2 separate regions of the Hordeum vulgare genome follow, and region 1 is linked to region 2. The links are chromatin contacts, called in public Hi-C maps. All regions are on one chromosome and are shown on one strand. Each heading gives the region's core, a stretch centred on a gene start, on an enhancer-like site or on the middle of the called end of the contact. The rest is flanking DNA. Distances are from core to core; before and after follow the strand shown.

The links. A called contact is a pair of places that touch in the nucleus more often than the background predicts.
Region 1: a Hi-C map of leaf shows a contact between it and region 2, with 2.8 times the contacts expected there. The contact joins two enhancer-like sites. A contact is called at or near these places in 3 of 6 Hi-C or Micro-C datasets (leaf and seedling).

The regions. Positions count from the first base shown.
Region 1 is chr1H:487,365,303-487,370,588 of MorexV3_pseudomolecules_assembly, reverse strand. No RefSeq gene overlaps it. Among protein-coding and RNA genes, the nearest start is that of LOC123422133, 16 kb to the left of the region's middle. Within about 2 kb of position 1,863, at least 2 of the 3 cell types and tissues checked have open chromatin away from gene starts, as enhancers often do. A contact at or near this core is called in leaf, where this site is marked.
Region 2 is chr1H:487,223,685-487,228,686 of MorexV3_pseudomolecules_assembly, reverse strand. No RefSeq gene overlaps it. Among protein-coding and RNA genes, the nearest start is that of LOC123417357, 45 kb to the left of the region's middle. Within about 2 kb of position 2,831, at least 3 of the 3 cell types and tissues checked have open chromatin away from gene starts, as enhancers often do. A contact at or near this core is called in leaf, where this site is marked.

The sequences.
Region 1 (5,286 bases), core at 614-3,113, 140 kb before region 2:
GCGCGCGCGTCCGGACCGACGCATTTCAGTTCCAAGTTTGGGACGGAAATGGGTCGGCGCAGACACGAAGCGGACGCGTTATGGCAATGGGTCGGTGCGTTAGGCCATCCATTTTGTCTGTGTGGCCGCAAAATTATGGAAATGGGTCGCCTCATTGGAGTTGCTTTTATATGCAGCTTAAATATAGGACGGATATGATGACGCTCGGTCGTGTCCGGGCACGTCCGCCACGTTGGTATGACGATTGGGCTTCACGCGGACTCGCCCGGAAACCTGATGGTCCGACGTGGCGCCGCTTCGGCTCGCCGCCCAAGGCCATAGCCGGCTATTTAAGCCGGTCAACATCTCCAGCCCTAGCACATCCACCCCGTTCCTCCCTCGGCCGTCATCCGAGCCCGCCCGCCTCCTCTCCCCCGTTCTCCTCCGCTCTTCAACGTCAGTATGGTCCATCGTAGGATCATCACGTACGCTATGCTCACGTCGGAGCGTCGGATGCTGACTGAGGCGGAGATCCAGGCTCGACACGTCGCCCGCATCGCTGTGGTTCTGCCTCTGGACTCGCCAAAGCCAGATAAGGAGTGGATATAAGGAGGCGGAGGAGAGGGAGGAGAAGGAGCTGCCAGAGGCGATGGAGGACGAGGCGGACCAGCCTGCTCCAAACGTGAACATGACAGACGCGGAGGCGGAGTTCGCCGCCACACAAGCATAGAAGATGGCGGAGCAGTAGGCCATCCTGAAGGCCAACTACAAGCTCATCCGGTAGGCAGGCGGAGGCTGACACCTTCTTTGACAAGCTCGACACGGAGATATCGATGAAGGAGGCCGCATTGGAGCAGCCGAAGATGTCGGAAGGGGCGGAGCTGCGGTTGTGAGCCATGTACCCATCGGAGGACACGAAAATCGTCGAAATCTCTGACGAGGAGTCGTAGTTAGGTTTGTACGTAGTACGTAGTTTTTTCAGTTTGCATGTTTTAGTTAAATTTTAAAATCAAGTATGAAATGTTCGGATACACAGGGCCGGCTCTATTTGTTGCGGGGCCCTAGGGCAAAGTTGAAAAATAGGTCCCTATAAATAATGAATATGTACACATATATAGATACAGATGCGCAAAATATTAAAGTTTACATCTAACCACACATTCTTATTTAGAGACGTCTATAAATAATTGATAAACCCTTATGTTATGTCATATCACGACAAAAGGAATAAAAGAGTAGCAAAATATAACAACTAATATTCCTGCTAGTTTGGTTATCTTAAATAAGAATCAAGTCCTTATGAGTTCATCGACAATAATACTTCAGTTCTTTTGTCCTTTTTTGAGTCACTTTTCGTGGACAACTTCGGACCCGTCCCTACACGTTTCAGGGTCATCTTTTGCTATTCATGATGATAGATGCTCTAAGAATGGCGTGCCACTAATTTCAGAAAAAGAAAAAAGAATGGCGTGGCAGTTGTGTTGCTATCGTGACCAACTTTTCTAGTTTAGCTCGCACGGTTGCGTTGCGTCTGAAGGGCGAAACGGCATGGCGTGCGTCCGGACGGACGGACGTGACGCGCGCCCATCACCGCCCACCCGCCGTGCACCAGCCGATGCCGTCGGCATCGAAGCTCCCGCCGAGACGCCGAATCGAGCAGCAGCAAGTGAGGAGGGGCGTAGCAGCAGAAAAAGGAAGGAAATGAGCCGCGAAAGCGAACCTAGCTTTAGCTGACCACTGATAATAAAACAGAGGTCAGCGACCTGCGTGTGTGATCGCCAAACATAAATAGAAAGATTCGGGCCGGGACAGCACAGCAGGGACTCTCGGAATTCGTCCGGTACCGTGACGCGACGGGCGTAGATGGCGGGATCGATCCTTCAAACAAAACTGTAAAAGATCGCCGAGGAAGCTGCGGCGAATCTGACGGCGGTGTCGAGATCTACCTATCTTTCTCTTTGCCATCGTTACGTGGCCTCGTGTTCATTCACTCATTTGAACTGGTATTGGATACGAAATGAAAGTGACGTCCGGTATTGTCGCAGGGAAAAAGTGACGTCCGATATACGGTGCACCTGACCTAAGTACCGACCGGGACACCTCTTTCTTTCTTTATTATTCCATCCGTTTCAAATGAATTGTCTTAAGTTTGTCTAGAAATGAATGTATCTAAATATTAAAATGTGATTAGTTATATTTTTATCTAGACAAATTTAAAACAAAATTTTTGGAACGAAGGAGGATTATTACACCTAGCTGCTGCTTCACTCGAATGATTTAATAGTAGTTGGTTTGCGCTTCACCTTGCGGCGGCGACGTTAGTGAGCAGTGAGCAGTTTGGCGCTCCTGCCTACGTGTCGCGGCAGCGTCAGCTCAGTTGAGTGCAGGTGCAAATGTTTGGTTGTGTGGCAAGCGCTCGTCTTACGCCAAGGAAGCCAATAGTATTTGGTTCCTGGACAGCTCTTTATTTTTTGTCCGGATGCGTCCATGAACACTGGTCTGGCGCTTTTTATTTTTTGTCCTTCGCATCTGTATTTTTATATCCGAATCTTTATATTCATACAAACACATACAACACTACGTAGAACAAGAAGGAGCGAAACGAATGCACCTTCAGGAACAAGAAGGCGCAAGTTCAAGACATAAAGGAAAAAATCAACAAAACACTTAGGTTGTGGCGCGAGGCAGGCGCAGTTTTATTGGAGCACCCCTTTGGGGAGCCACCATGAGAGATACCTAGTTACCTCCTTTTTTATATTTCTTCTTCTTACATCCTTGATCCATTGATCTCCCCCCTTTTTATGTGTTTCTTCACCATGTGCTTTCTGCTATTTTAATACAAGCCAGCCATCGCTGGATCTTAAAAAAAACGCTACGTAGAACAAAAAATCAACATCATTCATCGAATCAAATTGCTTTGCCGGATAAAAGGATCATAGTTTATCGAAGTTCATCGGCAAATTCATACTAGAAACTACTTAAGCACAATTAAAATATGAACAAAACGGGGAAGGACGGAGAAAATCACCATTTCCTCGCCGCCTCCTTCCCCTTCTGGTCGTTCACGCAGTTGCGTCCATCCTCCGTGTAGACATCGACGTGCGGGGGAGAGTCGTCGTCATCGGGTCGGAGGTGGAGGCGTCGCTGTCGTCGTCCTCGTCCTCGTCGGAGTTGCAACACATGCTGGACAACCTGTGTAGTAGGCGGATCCGCTCCTAGACGTGGCGGGCCTCTTTCACCTTCGTCGCCGCCTCTTTCGCTGCCTCGCGCTCCGATAACTGGATGGCCAGTCGGAGCGTGTCCGCACTCTTGCGGCGGAGGCGACGTGCATCCGACTCCGCGTAAGCGAGCGGCTAAGGACACCCGCGAGGAGCGCGTCCTCGGGGTCGACCGACGCATGCAAGGTCGAACACCGCACGGCCAGCGCCTTCCCCTCTCCCTCGTCCGCTGCCGCTCGCGATGGGCTGCACAGACCTTGGACTCCGGCCTCCTCGTGCGCCCCGTCCCCGACGTGGGCACGAGGGACCCAACGGTTGACGGGCATCGCTTCTGGAGCAGAAGGTGGTGGAGTTGGGCGGCGTACGAGACCTGGAGCAGACCGACCGGAGTGGGAGCGACCGAAGCTGCGCGCTTCGCGGGGAGGGCCTACAACGTCGCCGACGCTTCATCAGCGTGCGAAGGACCTGGAGGATTCAGATACACCGCCGTCGGCACTCCGTTGGCGTGCGACTGGCCCGAAGGATGCAGATCCATCGCCGTCGGAGCCGCCTTGGTCCTACAGCGACCGACGCAACGTGATGCGGAGGTCCACCTCCTCCACATCGACGTTCGATCCGTCGGTGTTGCTTCCGTCGCCGACCATTGAATTAGAGAGTGGGAAGGGGAAGTAGAGTGGACGGAGAGTGAATTTCCTAATGTCTAGGGTTTTCCTGATTCGGGTATTTAGTGGGGTCCATGATGGGCCGTGCTGACATGGCGTTGAGGTCGGTAGTGGGCCAGGCAGTCAGGCGGGCCTGCCTGGGCATGCCTAGGCTCCACCATATCCACACCATATTTGTGCTGGATATGAGGGTGCCGGTCAACCCACTCGTTTCACGCCCATTTAGGGAGTCCGCCTGAATTGATTTTTCGTGACCGGACAGTGACCGGGCGGTCTGCCCGGACGTATGAGACGAATATAAAAGATCCAGTTGTAGATGCTCTTTTAACTGTGGTTTTGAGTCTTTCCTTCCATCGAGCGGGCGAGCCAGTTTGGCTTAGCCTGTGTCGGCAAGGCTAGCCTCTCCCGACAAGGCGAACGGGCAAGGGAACAAAACAGACCCCACCCTTTCTGGCTTAGGAATTTGCGGTGCCGATGGAGGCCATGCTCTTAACAAAAGGTTTTGTTGTTGTTCTCTACGCATGTTAGGCCGTAATAACACAAATGAAGAAAAAAGATAACGCTCACACATGTGGGCGTTTGTATCTTGCCCACATGCATGGATTAGCGTTCGTTTTTGGTTGCATCAATCTTGGCAAGTTTTGTCAGATTTTATATGCCACATAGCACTGGGCTGGTGCGTGGACATTTAATCACTTCGCCCTCACGCCCGTTTCTGTATGAGCAGGAATCTTTATTGATTTTTGGCTTAATTTTTTTATCTCCTAATTAAAAAATCTAATTAAAAATTTTCGTTTTCATCATTAAATCCGTCTTGATGAGATCTTCAAAACTAAATCCCATGTTGATATGTTTCGGTGAAATTTTTTTGGACAACAGTTGTCATAATGTTACACTGTAGTTACCATAGTGTTTACATTACAATTGTCATGACTTGTTCTATCTATTTTTTCTTCTAGATTTAAAGCTAGCGTTATATTTTCAACTATTTTTACGGCAATTTTTATCAGTTGACCATGGTAATTTTTAGTAATTAATCACGACAAATTTAATGCCTGGATCATGGCAATTTTTAGTAATCCATCATGGAAAATTTAGTTTATAGATGATGACAATTTTAGAATTTTTACCATGATTGATGAAAAAAATTGATCAAAAGTTGTCATGATGTTTACACTGTTATTGACATAATGTTTACACTAAAGTTGTCATGACATGTTTTACCTATTTTTTCTTCTAAATTTAAAATTAACGCTGCATTTTTAACAACATTTTACGACAATTCTTATTAATTGACCATGGCAATTTTTGCATCATGGTAATTCACTGGCAATTTTAGTTTATGATTCATGACAAGTCTAGTTTCTTAATTCATCATTTTATAATATGTCAAAATTTAGTTTTAACCCCCTTAAAAACTTCGCTGT
Region 2 (5,002 bases), core at 1,582-4,081:
CCAGATTCGGCAACGGCGACGGGAGAAGCTCCTCGATGGATTCTGCGATCGGAGCTAGCTATCTAGCTAGCTTCTGGATGAATTCCGCGACGGAGAAGCTAGCTAGCGAGTTCCTGGATGGATTCTGCGTCGGGCGCTTCGTATGAGCCGTCCTAAATGCCGCGTCTTTGTATTTGGTTGCTCCGAGCATTTTTTTGTCGGTTTTATAGAAGCGAATTTAGCTGAGCATGAACACAGGTGAGAGGAAAAAAAGATAAGAGAGAAAAAATAAACGGATATTTAATTTTACAATTTAAATTTAAGAGGTCTTTTCTTGCGAAGAGCACATGCCCCTCAAATGTCCCCTGTATATCTGGCGGACGCTCCAGTCGGTGGCCAAGTATAAGACGTGACCTAGCCGGACTCCTCCAACCTTATTCTATACGTTCGACCTCACCGATACCTGGCTGGATATGAGAATGCTCGGTTGCATTCGGACGCCTTGTTCACGTCGGACTTACATGTCGGACACACACAAATACCCATCGAACCAAGGGTCTGGTAAAAACGCCGCACCGTCGTGCCGTCCGAGGAACCAAATCCGGCAATATAAGTGGGCGGTGACACCTTACCCTAGTCATTCCCACTTTCACCCTTCCCCCTCCCCTCCGCCGCCATTGTTCAATCCGCTCGTTGCTCGCCATCAGTCGAAACCATGGCCCGCGAGCGGATGATGATTTATGCCATGCTCACCCTTGAGCGTCGGTTGAAGCTCTTAGCAGAGATCCAGGTTCGTCGTGTCGCTCGTATTGCAGCAAGCCTACTTCCAGACTCCGCGAAGGAGAATTGGGCAGCATCCGCCGGACTCGAACATGTAGGACTCAGGAGGAAGAGGAAGAAGGCGAGGCAGATCCAATCAAACTATCTAGGATAGCCATTAGCTATTCGCTCCAGCTTGCCACCATCCTGAACATCCTCCAAAACGATGTCTTTTTCCATAACCATGTCAGGTGTAATAACAAAGAAACAGGTGTCCCGGTCGGTACTTGGGTGCACCGTATACTGGACGTCGTCATCATTTCCCTTCAAATGATGCAAACAACTGAATGAAATTACTGCAGGAGGGCACGTAACTCTGGCGAGAAGAAGATTGAGTGATGTGGAAGCCGTCGGATTCCCCGCAGCTTCCTCGGCGATCCTGTATCACAGTCCTGGTACTTGCAAGATCGCCATCGATGCCGGTCACCATTGTCACGGAAGTGAACGAATTGCGGGAGTCGCTGTCATCTCGTCCAGAATCTTTCCATGCTTGGCGAACACACAGAGGCACGCAGCTAGTTGACCTCTGTTTTATCATCAGTGGGCTGATTGGTTCGCTTTCGCGGTCTGTTCCTTTTATGTTTGTGTGTGGGCTTAGCTATGACCTCGTCGCTACTCATCTATTTTTAAATACAAGTCTTTTTAAAAATTTAACTACGGATTACATATAAATTACGAACGTACATAGACATATTTTAAAATATATTTTTTTATGTAATTCATAGTAAAAGTTTTAAAAAATTATATTAAAGAACGAAGGGAGTAGATAGCATGGCATCGGCTGGTGCGTGGTGATGGACGCGTCCGTCCAGCCGCACACCTTGCCGTTCCTTCATTCCTTCAGTTTCAAACGCAACTGTGCTAAACATGGTCACAATAAGAAGTGGTACGCTAGTAGAGAGAGTAAGATAAGGATATATACAATCATGTTATCTTAGAAGTGACAGATAGGATAAATATTAAGATGAAAGAAAGAAAAATTATAAGAAAAGACTTGTCTTTCTTATTTAAGAGATTATCTCTTAACATGATATGTCTCGGTTAATCCTATGTCTCATCATGTTTTTAGAAACGACTTCTTATTGTTGATAATGCTAAGAGATAATCTATTATAGGCATCATCTCTAAATTACATGCAAACTTTAAGATAAGATTGTTTTGTCAACCATTATACATGTCTTGATGCAAATCACACGCGGCCCACTCTTGTAATTTCCTCATCTCGAAAGCTTCCACGTACCGAGTCCAAGATACTGAAGAAAGCAGGTGTGACGACGTTGGCCGCCACTACGTCCCTAGCTCTATCTCTCTCCCTCTGTTCTTGAAAGCCTCCGACCTGCCGGTACACCTACGCCCACGGAGACACACACACGAAGACACAACAACTGTTTCGTCGAAATGGGTCCGGGGCATCCGCTCGACGTCGAGTTGGGGGCCGGCGGTCGCCATCGTCCGTTGTTCCGTTTCCGAGACGTCAAAAAGCATCAAAATGGACAAAATTGATCTTTTTCTAAAACTTCAACACAAAATGACCCCAGTTTAAAAATATTTACAAATCGATCTCTTTTTACATGACGCCTAGGGCTAGGGGACGCCATGATGCCGACATGTAGCATGGCGCTCCGGGCTCGAGCGTCATGCTATCTAGCATGGCTGGCGCCGCAGCACCGGGGTGATGCAAAAGGACCGGATTCTGATTATTTTTTTAAGATTGAGGTCATTTTATGTTCAAGTTTAAAAAAAAGGACCAGTTTCGTTCTTTTTCAGTCGAAAAGCGGTGGTGGCGCTGCTGGGTCTTCAGATAGATAGATCGGGTTCATTTAACGGCGGCGCTCTCGATCAGTTCCGTCGGGCCCGGCCGGCCGGCGTCCCTTTCGCCGTATGGATATCCGCCTATCCACACAGCACAAATCAATGGCTCTGTCGACATTGGGGGCGTCGCGCTCGATCTCTCGGTCGAGTGATTCACCGGAACCTGCCACGAAGGCCGGCTGGGGTGTCGAACTGGGTGGCCTGGCGCGCTCGTGCTAGATCGATCAGCCTGCCCGCGCCATCTCTACAGGTCACCTTGTCTACGTATGCTCCCCCCACGCTGGAGCCTGGAGCCTGCGGTGTTGGGTCGATCTCGATCTCGTCTGCAGCCTGCACGTCCACACGACAGGTGAGCTTGTTTACGCCCATCGCGAGTTCCTACCGCACCGAACGAATTTTTATTTTTTTACTCCACCCAAGGTCTTCAATTTCGGAAACAAAATAATTTTGGACCACGCTGAAATATGCGAAATCTCATAGCGATTTTCGGAAATCATTTCGGATTTTGAGATTTCAAAGTTGACTTGATTTTAACGAATTCAAATGTTATTTAAATTAATTTTTAAATCGGTTTGGATGTGCCTCAAAATTTTGGGGTTCAAAATATTTTGAACCCCGCTAAAATATGCAAAATTTCGAAAATTTCATTGAAATTTTTAATTCTGACTCAACCTACCTGGTTGGTGGTGAGGGAGTAAGTAGTTAACAGAGAAATTACCGTCGATTGCCAACTACCGTCACTTTGATCAACTTTTTTATCTTGCTCTGACCGTGGATATATCGGTACCAATTGTAGGAAGTAAGTCCATCTTTGATGTTTTTGCATCCGAGCTCAAATGAGCTTGGATGAATAGTAAATTCGAACAATTTTGTAAAAATGTTTTAAAAAATCTGAATTTTTTTTGGGCAAACTTTAACAAATGTTCTAAGTGCCCACAAAGTTTCATCATAAAATCACATTTTTGAATGTCATGGCAAAAAAAACCAAAATCGAAACTCTAAAAATGCTGCTTTCGAAAGCATTTTAGAGCACTAATTATTACTCCCTCGGTCCCAAAATAAGTGCCATTGATCTAATATAAAATTTATACTAACTTAGTACAAATTTTACGACACTTATTTTGGGACGGAGGGAGTATTATTTTTGCCATGACTTTAAAAAATGATTTGGTACTGAAATTTTGAAAACTATTAGAACATTTGTCAAAGTTTCCAAACTGTTCACCCGAGCTCATTTGAGCTCGAGTGTAGAAGAGCACTTTCCATCTTTGACCCATCTCTTACAATTTAGGCCATGGTTGGAACCATTCAGATTATATAATCTAATTTTTATAATCTATTATGTCTTCAAACATAATGGATTATGATGTAGATTATAAAAACTAGATGGACAGATTATTAAAAACTCACAATCTACTCTACCTAGCTAAAATCAGATTATGGATTTCTAATGACCCATTACCCTTGTAAAATTCGAGATAATTACATTCTTACCACCGCCATCCTCCTCTTTTTTAAATAAACAAAGGGCAGACAGGTCATTATGCAATGTAAAACCTCGATTACAGTTTATATAATCTGGCCTCCAAACATGTTTATGAATATAGAACCACAATAGATTATGATAATCCAGATTATGAATATAGATTAGATAATCTGGTTTATAAAAATAATCTAGGTGAACATGTTTGGAGATCAGATTATATAAACTGTAATCCAGGTTTTACATTGCATAATGACCTGTCTGCCCTCTGTTTTTTTTAAATAGGAGGGTGGCGGTGGTAGGAATGTAATTATTCCAATTTTACAAGGGTAATGGGTCATTAGCAATCCATAATTTGATTTTAGCTGGTATAGAGTAGATTATGAGTTTTTAATAATCTATACATCTAGTTTTTATAATCTACATCATAAGCTGTCCTGTTTGAAGACATAATAGATTATAAAAACTGAATTATATAATCTGGGTGGTTTCAAACAGGGCCTTAGTGGAGCAAACGGCCTCCTATCCTTTAACTTCTTATATATTTCCTCCTTTAAAAAATACAGTTTCTACTTGCTCTATTAAAATTACTGTCTAATTTTTTAACATAAATTCATTTATTGTTTGTCATCAAGGTATACTTCACTACCCAATTATTTCATTAAACTATATCTTCGTCCCATATTTCACCGGTTCTTTGATAAGAGAACTTATCCAAAGAAAACTACAAACATTAAGCATTTGAATATATTTTGAAGGTCACTCATTTGAATGTAAACATGACTTCATCAACTGCTCCTACTAATCCAATCAAAACTTTCTCCCTCTCTTCATTTTCTATGTTGTTGTTTTTTCTCTGTTGGTACGACACACTTGCGCCACCACGTCAATAGGAGATCAAAGCTTTCA